2 separate regions of the Hordeum vulgare genome follow, and region 2 is linked to region 1. A link is a contact called in public Hi-C data. All regions are on one chromosome and are shown on one strand. The core of a region is the stretch at or near the end of the contact, and the rest is flanking DNA. Distances in the headings are between cores, read along the strand shown.

Region 1 (5,069 bases), core at 1,383-3,882:
AGCTTGGCAGCTTTCTATTTTAACAATATAACAGCTGGTGATAATCCACCATCACCAGCTGCACTGAATCTTGCTCGACATATTGGGGAGCTCCCCAGTTTGTTTCCTCAGGTTTGTGACGCTAACCTTTTGTACCATATTCGGAAAGGTTGCTATGTAATGATAATAATAATATTTTTTCTGCAACAGATACTGAAGTCACTTTTTGAAATCATTATCTTCGAGGACGCGGGTAACCAGTGGAGTCTCAGTAGACCAATACTTAGTTTGATAATGATCAGTGAACAGGTGCCTCTCTTATTATTGTTGTTGGTAACATGTTTCTGTTCTCTCTTTCTCTTCTACTTCGTATCGTTTTCATGTAATTTTGATTTTTTTTTTTCTGTTTTGGCGTGCAGATGTTTAGTGATCTGAGAGCGCAGATATTAGCCTCACAGGTTAGATTGCTCTTTTGCTCTAAGTTCTATTATGTATTTTGTCCTTTCCCCTTCTTTTTCTTCACTTGTTGAACTTCATTTTGTCATCAGTGTTTAGGTCTCTATTTTATTTCATGGCAAGGATATAATTTTCTTGAGTAAATGTCAGAAAACAAGTCAAAAGTAAACCTTTGTGAAATATTTCCTTAAGAGTGTAGCTCTGTCTATGATTTTGACGAAACAAATGTACCAGGAAAACTACATTTGAGATTTGTTATGACTATCATGTCGCATATCAAGTTTCGGTCAAATTTTTGGTGTTAATTGTTTGCACTATTATCAAATAGATGGTACATATGGGCAAATACATCTGACGTAATTTAGGAGGGCTAGGTTTTTTGTTCCAGGTGTTCTACTTAGGTGGTATTAATTTTTAGGATTGCACCAGAAACTGTGAATACATTATGCATATATCATCGAAGCTTTCAACAATGTTTGCTTGATAGTCAGATTGCAGAATAAGTAACTTTTTAAAAATTGATCCTTATAACTCTTTAGCGTTGTTCCTGCGGGAAATGTTTAGGGTAAGATGAACTATACAAGTTTTGATATATTTAGCATACAAGTTTTGATATATTTAACATACAAGTTTTGATATACTTAATGTACCAGTTATGTTTGGTATGAAAAAAATACAACCTCCGTCCGGAATTAGCTGTCACTGAAATGATTTCAGCGACAGTTAATTCCGGACGGATTTCAGCAACAGTTAATTCCGGACGGAGGGAGTATGTGCTAGAGGCTGCAACTAGTCTATTGAAGTTACATTGTGATTATCTTGATTTCACATGTAGTAAAGCGTATCAAGTTGGTGAAGAAATATCATACATATTTCTAACTGAACTATCTTTTGATAACATCTTAATAGTATTTTCTCCATTTCTAAATATAAGCCTTTTTAGAGATTTCAATACAGACTACATACGGATGCATTCATGTATATAGACATATTTTAGAGTGTAGATTCACTCATTTTGCTCTGTATGTAATCCATATTGGAATCTCTAGAAGGGCTTATATTTAGGAATGGAGGGAGTAAATAGTACTGGAATAATCTATTGCAAGGATAATACATATTTCTAACTGAACTACCGTTTGGTGACATCTTAATTGTCGATAGTATTGGAATAATCTATTTCAAGTACTCCCACTGATCCATATTAATTGTCGCTCACTTAGTACAAGTTGTATCAAGTGTACGCCAATTAATATGGATAGGAGGAAGTAGCACATGTGAAAATAAATAATATACTGGGCCTCCCTGTCAAAAATAACATACTGGGTGAACTATTGTTTGTTTCCTTAAACAGGATATCTTCTGTAGTTTGAACTGTGTCATCTCACTAGAGTTATGCTATGATAGTTATACTGATCCTCCCAATTTTCTTTCTTATGTTACTGTAACTAACAGAAGGGTGATTATCGATCTAAGAGCTAACACTTCTGTTGTCTGCAGCCTGTAGATCAGCAACAACGCCTCTCACAGTGTTTCGATAAGCTCATGACTGATGTCACAAGGAGCTTGGAACCAAAGAACAGAGACAGATTCACTCAAAATCTCACAACATTCAGACATGATTTCCGAGCGAAGTGACAGTCGATCAGGATTACTTGCAAGTTTGAAGGAGGCGCTTCTGCATTGCTGTAAATACCAACTTGTTTGCATCATAGGAATCACCATTAGTTGAAAAAAAAACTTGTGCTAAAAAAACGCAGTTTAGTTTGCATTGGCTGAAAGATGTAGGGCTTTGTCGCTGCATGCTGTGGTGAAAAGCAGTTATAAGTCTCTTAGCTTGTTGTCCGTATCAGAATGGTGAATGATGGGGATTGACTTGTTTTACCACTGCGTCCCTTTGCTTGTACAGCAACATTCATCGTGATTGCTGTTACCCCAAGTTGTTAGGGGGACAACAGGCATCACTTGCTTAATTCATTGGTTAAAAAGTTAGAATGGAAATGATGTAAATGGCCATGTTGGCTTGCTAAAATGTGGATTTGGTAGTCTGAGAGAGAGGGGAAATCTTGCCCCATGTACATCAATACCGTCTTTTAACACCTTTTGTACAGGTCAATCTGTCAGCATTTAGTTGTGTTGGTGTTTCCTTTTGATGGTTTTGCGCAGGTGATGGGGGTGGCTGCCAATTTATTCGTTTGGTGCTTTGCAGGCAGTGTTCTATTTCAAGTGCTTGGGAGTACTAGGATCTGCAGCCGATTGGCTATGTAGTCCTGCGTGACCGACTCATTTGCTTGGCAGCATTTCAAACTATTGTTTGTTTTAATGTATTTTGTTTGGTTTAATGTATTTGACATGGTAATTGTTTTGATCAACGCCAGCCTTTATTGCCCGTACATTACATCTGTGTACGCTTCTTACCCTTATACAGTTTGTTGCATTGAATTCAGGCCACTGCAGATAGGGATGCCTAGCTCTTGTGAAGATTATTGGAGAAGAGAAGAAATACCCAGAACTAAGTGCGCAAAGTTGCGAGAAGAGTATCGCATGCCTTGAAGTCAATTCTCCAATGTTTCGAAACGAACCTTGCGTGGTATATATGCAAGTATTAAAAATGATTTTTTAATATGTAGTATATGCAAGTATTTAAAATGAATTTTTAGAAAGAAAGAACAAGAAAATCAGGAGCAAGCACAGTTAGTGAACGGAAGGTAATATTGACATGGAGTGAAGTTTGATCATATCTTGAATCCTTCGAATCAAACTGAGTTCTTAATTCCTGAAATTGGCGGCTGTACTTTGGTACCAGGAAAGGATTATCTCAACTGGGATCTGTTGACATACGAACATGTTAACCACAACGTCGGAGGTGATACACCGGCAGCTTACGTTGAGGGAGGTCCAACCGGCAGCGTGATACGCAAGACATCCAAAACCCGGCACGTCTGGAAAGAAACCCGTTAGGGAGTGCCGCAGCTATGAGCTGCCCTATGTTGATTCGCTCGTCCCTAGAGCCTCCGATTCGTAGCTCCCAAACTCGAAGAACAACGAAGAACGAGAGAGAAAAACGATGAAGAGATAAAAAGTAGATGCAAAAGTAGTATAGATTAATTTGTTCGTTTGTGTGTTTTTTCAATGGGCCGTCACCTTCACGGCATATATGAGGTGGTTAGACTTCTCGTACAAACAAATGATTCATTTCGGCTTTTCCCACAAAAAAATCAATTCACACCTACAGTCCTAGCTCTAGTCTAACTCGGATTCAACCCAATTCCGGTCCAAACTTTTGTCTTGCTCCTTGCAAAGTCTACAGAATTTGCATATGACCGAGACATTTTTTAATCCAAATCAATCGTTTTGACGAGACAAACAATTCTTCCTTTTCCAAATAAGGTCATCTTAAATACTCCACGAGATCATCTTTTAACTTCCAATCAGATTCGGTCCTATGACTGACTAGACTATCTGAGTTTTGTAGAGATTTTACAGGCCGTATATTATCTCAAATGATGATGACTCCAAAAGCAAAGTTGACCGTTTCGACGATAGGCATAATTTTCGTTTAGAACACTTTTCCATACGAGGTCATCTAGATAATCGTTTGATCCCATCTTTAGCTTCTAATCGGATTGACCAAAATTGATATTTTCCACTTGGCCGGCAAGCTTTCACCCATTCGACAAGCTCTTTGCCCGGCACGACTTTCACCCGGCAAGATCTTTTCCTGAAAGTTCTTCCGCGACAAGTTTTTCCCACGACCAGCAACCTCTTTGTCGGCAAGCCGTTTCACTCGGATTTTCCTACTGAAACTTTAGTCTGATCTTGTTTTACCTCTCGAGGTTGCATATGACCTAGGATTGAGACGATATATATATATATATATATATATATATATATATATATATATATATATATATATATATATATATCGGTCGTTGAAACTTTTTCATGTTGTAGATTTTTTCCATTAGAGGCCATCTTAAGGGCCGAACAGCTCACACGACCCATCGAACATCACCTATGTGGTTGTGTGATCCTTCGCGTCACTTTTTGCCTCGTAGTAGGGCTGCACTTTGATGGCTCTAACTTTTGCATACGATCACGGATCTAGATGACTTATATCAAAATCTATCGTTTCGATGAGACGAAGACAATCTGTGCTGAACATTTTCTCATACGAGGTCGTCTTGGGGGCTTAATTGGACGAATAATACTCCAAATATGAAATATTATTACTTTGAGCATAGTTTCGATCGTCGAGATGAGATTGTACATCGATGGCCCAAATGTCAAAGATGTTAATGTCAACACTACATAACTTTTTCATGTAGAGCACTTCTTCATTTGAATCCATCTTAATAATGTTTTCTTCCGTGTCAAAACCTGGTGTCAACACATGTCCCCTTGTTTTTGGCAAATCTCGTATGCCGAAAAATAATGTGCAATGTATTTGTTCTAAGGACGATGCCAACACTCCATCATCCATTTATACTTCTCAAGGCGATAATCATGTATGGATCATTTTTATACTAAGGGTGATAATCGTATATCGGCCATTGCTTACTTAGGCTTCTTGCCACACACTGAGGTGGTATTTTTTTCCAGATATTTACCATTGAGAGCTCGAGGTAACATTGTCC
Region 2 (5,069 bases), core at 1,323-3,822, 540 kb after region 1:
ATGCATGTAGTTATTCACATTAAATGCCCTTGTAATGACACACTACGGGTCCTGGCGAACTCTATATAAACCACCCCCGAGCTCAGTGATGAGGGTTCAGCATTCGTTGTAATCAGACACCCTAGTGAAAATAAAAGCCTCCGGACACGAGACATAGGGTCTTTACCTCTCTGAGAGGGGCCCGAACTCGCTAAATTCGAGTGATAAATTTGTGTCGTAGCTAGACTCCGCCCCTCATTCGTACCCCTAGTACTATTGTGTGGATCGTTCTCTCGACATCGCCCGCCAGCCTATGTGGACCCCGAGGAGGGGGGTCAAGTTGTTCGGCCCACTCATGCTTTGATAGCACGCTGTCATCAATCTCCCCGTCGAATTCAGTGAGCAGGCGTCTTTGTGGGTAGGACAGTTTTGCCCGAGTTTACAAAAGGTGATCGACGAGGAGGTTGATTGCAGCGTGCTATCAAAGCGGGTACATGATGACCTTCAACTTGTGGACTCTCGACACCCTAAAGGTGATCGCCCTCAGCGACAGCGACATTGAAGCGGTGACCAAGTGGGGAGGCATGACGATGTACGAGAGCTCTCTATTGCGCATGTGGTTTGATTATGACTATATCGTATCAATTTGTTTGAAAACTGCTTCATCTTAGGGCCATAGCATATGTTTAGAACTAATTGATTCGGTTTAAACCTATGTTTATATGCTATCTATTTGTGTGTCTTTGATTTGTTCAACATGCCTAGTGTGTTGGTAACCTCACCACTTGTTTCTGTCTAAACAAACGGACCATCAAATAACCTATCTTTTGTTTCGTTTCATGTTTTTTTTTAACCGGGCAAACACCCCTTTCCATTACAATGTACGGGAATACAGCAGTTCCCTGTTTCGCTCCATGTAGGCTAGAAAATATGCAATGAACCAATCAATATACATATGTTAAATTGTTATTATTTTGCTCACTTATCCTCGGTTAAGCTCAACTGAGACACAGATACAGCACAAACAAAAATAGATATGGCAACCGCCTTCTTCGCCTTCATGTGACTTGTGGCCATGTCAACCGATGTGATTGACTGACGCCTGGTTGCTGATAAAGCGGATGGAATATGGAATCTTTCTGATGAGTCGACCAGGGCCAGCTCAATTCAGCTGAAAACAGATCCACACACATCCACCTCCGTTCATACATACATATGGGCTATGGCCAGTCAGGCCAGATAGGCCAAAGGCGTACCAGCGTATGACAACGCGTTTTGACTCCCCGTCTACGAGGCGACGACTCTTTTCTTTCTTCCTTTGTGTTGAAGCAACTCAACGAACAGAGAAAGACGATGGGAGCGTCCATGTGTGGCAGGTAGGACAGGAGAGTGTCACCTTCGTGCCGAGTCAATATCCAACGTTATCACTGAATGCTGTTCACACAGCGCCGCATAGCAATGCTCCACTTGCTAATCATGCTTAGAGCAACTCCAACGAAACGATTCAAACAGACAGCGTTTTTATGTTTTTTATCCGTTTGAATCGTCCACCGGTCTATTCATTATCGTTTTTCTTAATAAATCAACACATGTACCCAACGAAAAGCAAGTGGGCAGCAACACTGTTCTATTAAAATAATAGGAGAGAGGTGGATGGGGTGGACCAGCGAATTAAATAAGCTGGTAGAGATAGGTGGGTGGCTGTGTGACAAGTAGGCCAGACCGGTCACATGAGGACATCGAGAGGACGCGCGCGCGTCCGCTTCATGTCCGCGTCGACGTATTTCAGTGTCAAATTTTAGCCGAATATGCGGACGCGTTTTGACAATGGATCTATGCGTTGGGTCATCACTTTTGTTTACATTGACCCAAACGAACGACGACGGACGAAATGAATCGTTCCGTTGGAGTTGCTCTTATCAACTGAAGTAATTGATGTACAACAACAGTATTACATTCTGTTGGTTATTCTGTACGGCTTACTTGATGCCGAGCACTGTGATTAGTTTACTCGTCGTCGTTGTAGGAAACTGCTGGCTGAATAAAATACGGATCGAGCATTTAAGATCTGGTGACATTACATCAATAAACATTTGCAGCTGCTACTCTAGTTTACCTTGGCTTGGCATGCAAGACTGGATTCACAATTCTAGGGGAACAAGGCAGCCCTCCTGGCTAGCTTGGGCAGCAAGAAGAATTACCGCCACAGGGCCACGCTCGCTAGTGTCCTCTCGAAAGGAGAAAGGAGCCGCAAAAAAAAATCTCCAGAAGAAGCAGCCAGCGAGAGTACGCCGAGACCGAGAGAGAAGAAGTAAAAAAGGCGACGTACGTGGCGTGATGAGACGATTAGCCGCCAGGACGGGTGTGGCACCAGCAGCGCACACACGGCGCCGTGCCCACCGCGCTCGCTGCTGGCTGCGCGGCCCACGCCGCAACGCGGTTTCTCCTCGCCGTCGTCGTGAACCCTACCAAGATTATTTAACTTTTTTCTAAGAAAAAAAGGTTATTACTCCAGTGGCGCTGGGTACGTTCACCATTTGCTTGGCCATCGCCATCCTGTTATGATGCCGTTCGCTCACTTTATAAATCCCCGCCGCGCTCTCACTCGGCATCGGTCCACTTCAAACCCCCAATCCAGGAAGCAAAGCTGCTCCCACTCCCTCCCATGGCCAACAGCTGCGCGAGCCTCGACGCCACCTGGTCCCACCTCCCAGCGCCCGTCCCGGCTCCCTGTGCCTGGCCATACACCGCCTGGCTCTCCCCCGCCGCCGCCGCCTTCGAGAACGAGGCGCTCGCCACTGCGCTCGCTCGCGCCTCCGCCTCCGCCTCGCCGTCATCCCGGACGCCTTCCTCTTCCTCCACCACCACCTCCTCCGCGTCCGACCTGTCCTCCGCCCCGTACGACGCGCCAGCGCTGCCCGCCGTAAGCTGCAGGCCAAGCTCGGCGGCGGAGGCGGCGGCGCGGCAGTGCACGGGCCGCGTCTCCAAGCGGAAGCCCCGGGTGTCCCGCCGCCCGCAGACCACGTACATCAGCGCCGACCCGGCCAACTTCCGTCGCATGGTGCAGGAGATCACCGGCTACGCCCTTCCAGGCGCGGAGAAAGCCTCCGCCGTGCCAGCGCCGCGCAGGCCGGACCCGCTCGCTTTTGTGCTCCCGACGCTGGACACGTCCGCCTGCTTCTTGCTGCACCAGGACCAGGCGCCGTCGCTATCGCAGCAGCGTTGGGAGGACAAGACGTCGGGTGGAGCGGCGGCGGCGACAGCAATGCCCGCGATGGCGGACGACTCGTCGTTGCAGCTGATGCAGGAGCTGGAAGCGATGATGACCGCGCCGCCCGCCGTGTCCTCCTTCCCGACATTGGACTTGGAGAGCTGGGGAATGATGTGAACTTCTCAAGGATTAGCCTTTTTTTTTTCCTTCTCTTATTATGCTAGCGCCTTTAGTGTGTTGTTGGTCCTCTCGATGTGAGGATCAGATGGTCGGGAGTGGTCGATGGTTTAGCTCGAACATGCATGGAGAGTACCCTAGATGCTGTCGTGGCGGTGGGAAATCCAATACCTTTTTTGTTGAGATCCTACTAGGAGTAGTTTTGTAAAGTGAATTAGCGGCGGTTAATCATCTTGTTAATCACTCGTAGTCTAATCCAAATCTAGCTAGTACTACTAACTACAGTAGGCATTACAAAGTGTGAAGGTCTTAAGAGCATGGTTAATATGGTTAATAGTATAGCCAACTGCTGGCTATAAGCAGTCTTATAGCCTATCTTATAGCTAGCTTGTAAAATAGTTAACTATAAAAGAGTACTATTTTTATTATATATGTCCCACATTTCATTCTCACAAAGCATCTAGGAGCACGTGTAAGAGCTGGCTCTTTACGAAGAGCCCGCTTACCTTCTCTCTCCTCTTCTTTCTCATCTAACTCAGTAAAAATATAGTATTTTAATTCTTACAGTCTACTGACTTTACCTTATTATACTTGCTCTAAACATGCCCTGCCTTTCAGCTACCATTTTTTCTTTTTTGAGCTGTTCAGCTACCGTTTTTGACAGTGATGGATGGAGCCAGGCAGGTACTGTAAATAAGCAGAGCTTTGGAGCGTTGCCATCGTGCGCTGCGACGTGGACGGTGGAGGAGATTAGAACCGATAGCTACATGGTTCTATAGGAGCGGGGCATTTTGAAGCTCGGCCTCCATTGAGCCTTATTTTTTTTAAACCTAAAATTCATCAAAATTTGCATTTTCACATTTTTAAAAAATCTGGAAATACATATGGATATACATAGAGGCATCACACACATGTGTGTAAATTTTTAGAATAAAATACGTTGAAACTAGGTCTGTGTAAAAGAAACAAATTTGTGATTTCTTAACATATGATACTATTCATCCCATGAACTGCACATATTGAATCTTAAGGTATTTCATCTTGAATTTTTACACACATATACATTTCATCCTTGTGTATTTGCATATTTTTAAAAAAAGTTGAAATAGAAATTTTTATTTTTGATTTTTTTAAACAAAGGGTGCCATGGAGCCCGAGCTCCAATAGGCATTTTCGGTTCTATAGTTGCTTTATAGCCAAAGGACAACGTGTTGATGCTATTTGTAATACGGCTTTTCTTACCAGACAGACCGGGACACACCGAGCACCACTCTCGTGACAACGCTGTAACGACCAAGATGCGGTCATTTTCCGATCTGGGGGTCGAGGCCCCGAATAGGAAAGAAGCGCATCTAAGCGTTTCGCAAGCAAGTAACACAGCACAAATAATAATAAAAATGGACAATTCGGGATTCAATTGTCTTCTCATTAATAACTCAGAGTACATCACAGATACAATCAAGGTAGTTCCGCTACGGACTACAAAACATGGAAATGCTATGCTACCCTGCCTGCAGGCCCACGATCACGACCACGCCTCAGTCCTCTGGATAGTTCACGTAGAGGCGGTCTGTCTCCTCGTCGTACTGCCACGCCAGCTGAGTGCCGTTGGGATCATCTGCCTCTGGGGTACCTGTACCTGTTGGGAGTTTCGGAGGAATCCGTGAGCCACGGGGACTCAGCAATCTAAGACCTTGGTGCC

The links. Hi-C and Micro-C count contacts between places; a contact is called where the count stands out from the background.
Region 2: a contact with region 1 is called in a Hi-C map of leaf, with 2.7 times the contacts expected there. The contact joins the promoter of LOC123439802 here to the enhancer-like site in region 1. A contact is called at or near these places in 1 of 6 Hi-C or Micro-C datasets (leaf) and 1 of 1 datasets of contacts at active chromatin or transcription factors (embryo).

What each region holds. Positions count from the first base shown.
Region 1 is chr3H:209,150,414-209,155,482 of MorexV3_pseudomolecules_assembly, forward strand. It overlaps LOC123443533 (exportin-7-A), which reads left to right. Exons shown (of 30, transcript XM_045119941.1): 27 at 1-111; 28 at 190-288; 29 at 399-437; 30 at 1,933-2,516. The coding sequence ends at 2,070. Among protein-coding and RNA genes, the nearest start is that of LOC123443533, 19 kb to the left of the region's middle. Within about 2 kb of position 2,633, at least 2 of the 3 cell types and tissues checked have open chromatin away from gene starts, as enhancers often do. A contact at or near this core is called in leaf, where this site is marked.
Region 2 is chr3H:209,690,482-209,695,550 of MorexV3_pseudomolecules_assembly, forward strand. It overlaps LOC123439802 (calmodulin-binding protein 25-like), which reads left to right and starts at 2,573. Exons shown (of 1, transcript XM_045116472.1): 1 at 2,573-3,637. The coding sequence starts at 2,645. The coding sequence ends at 3,367.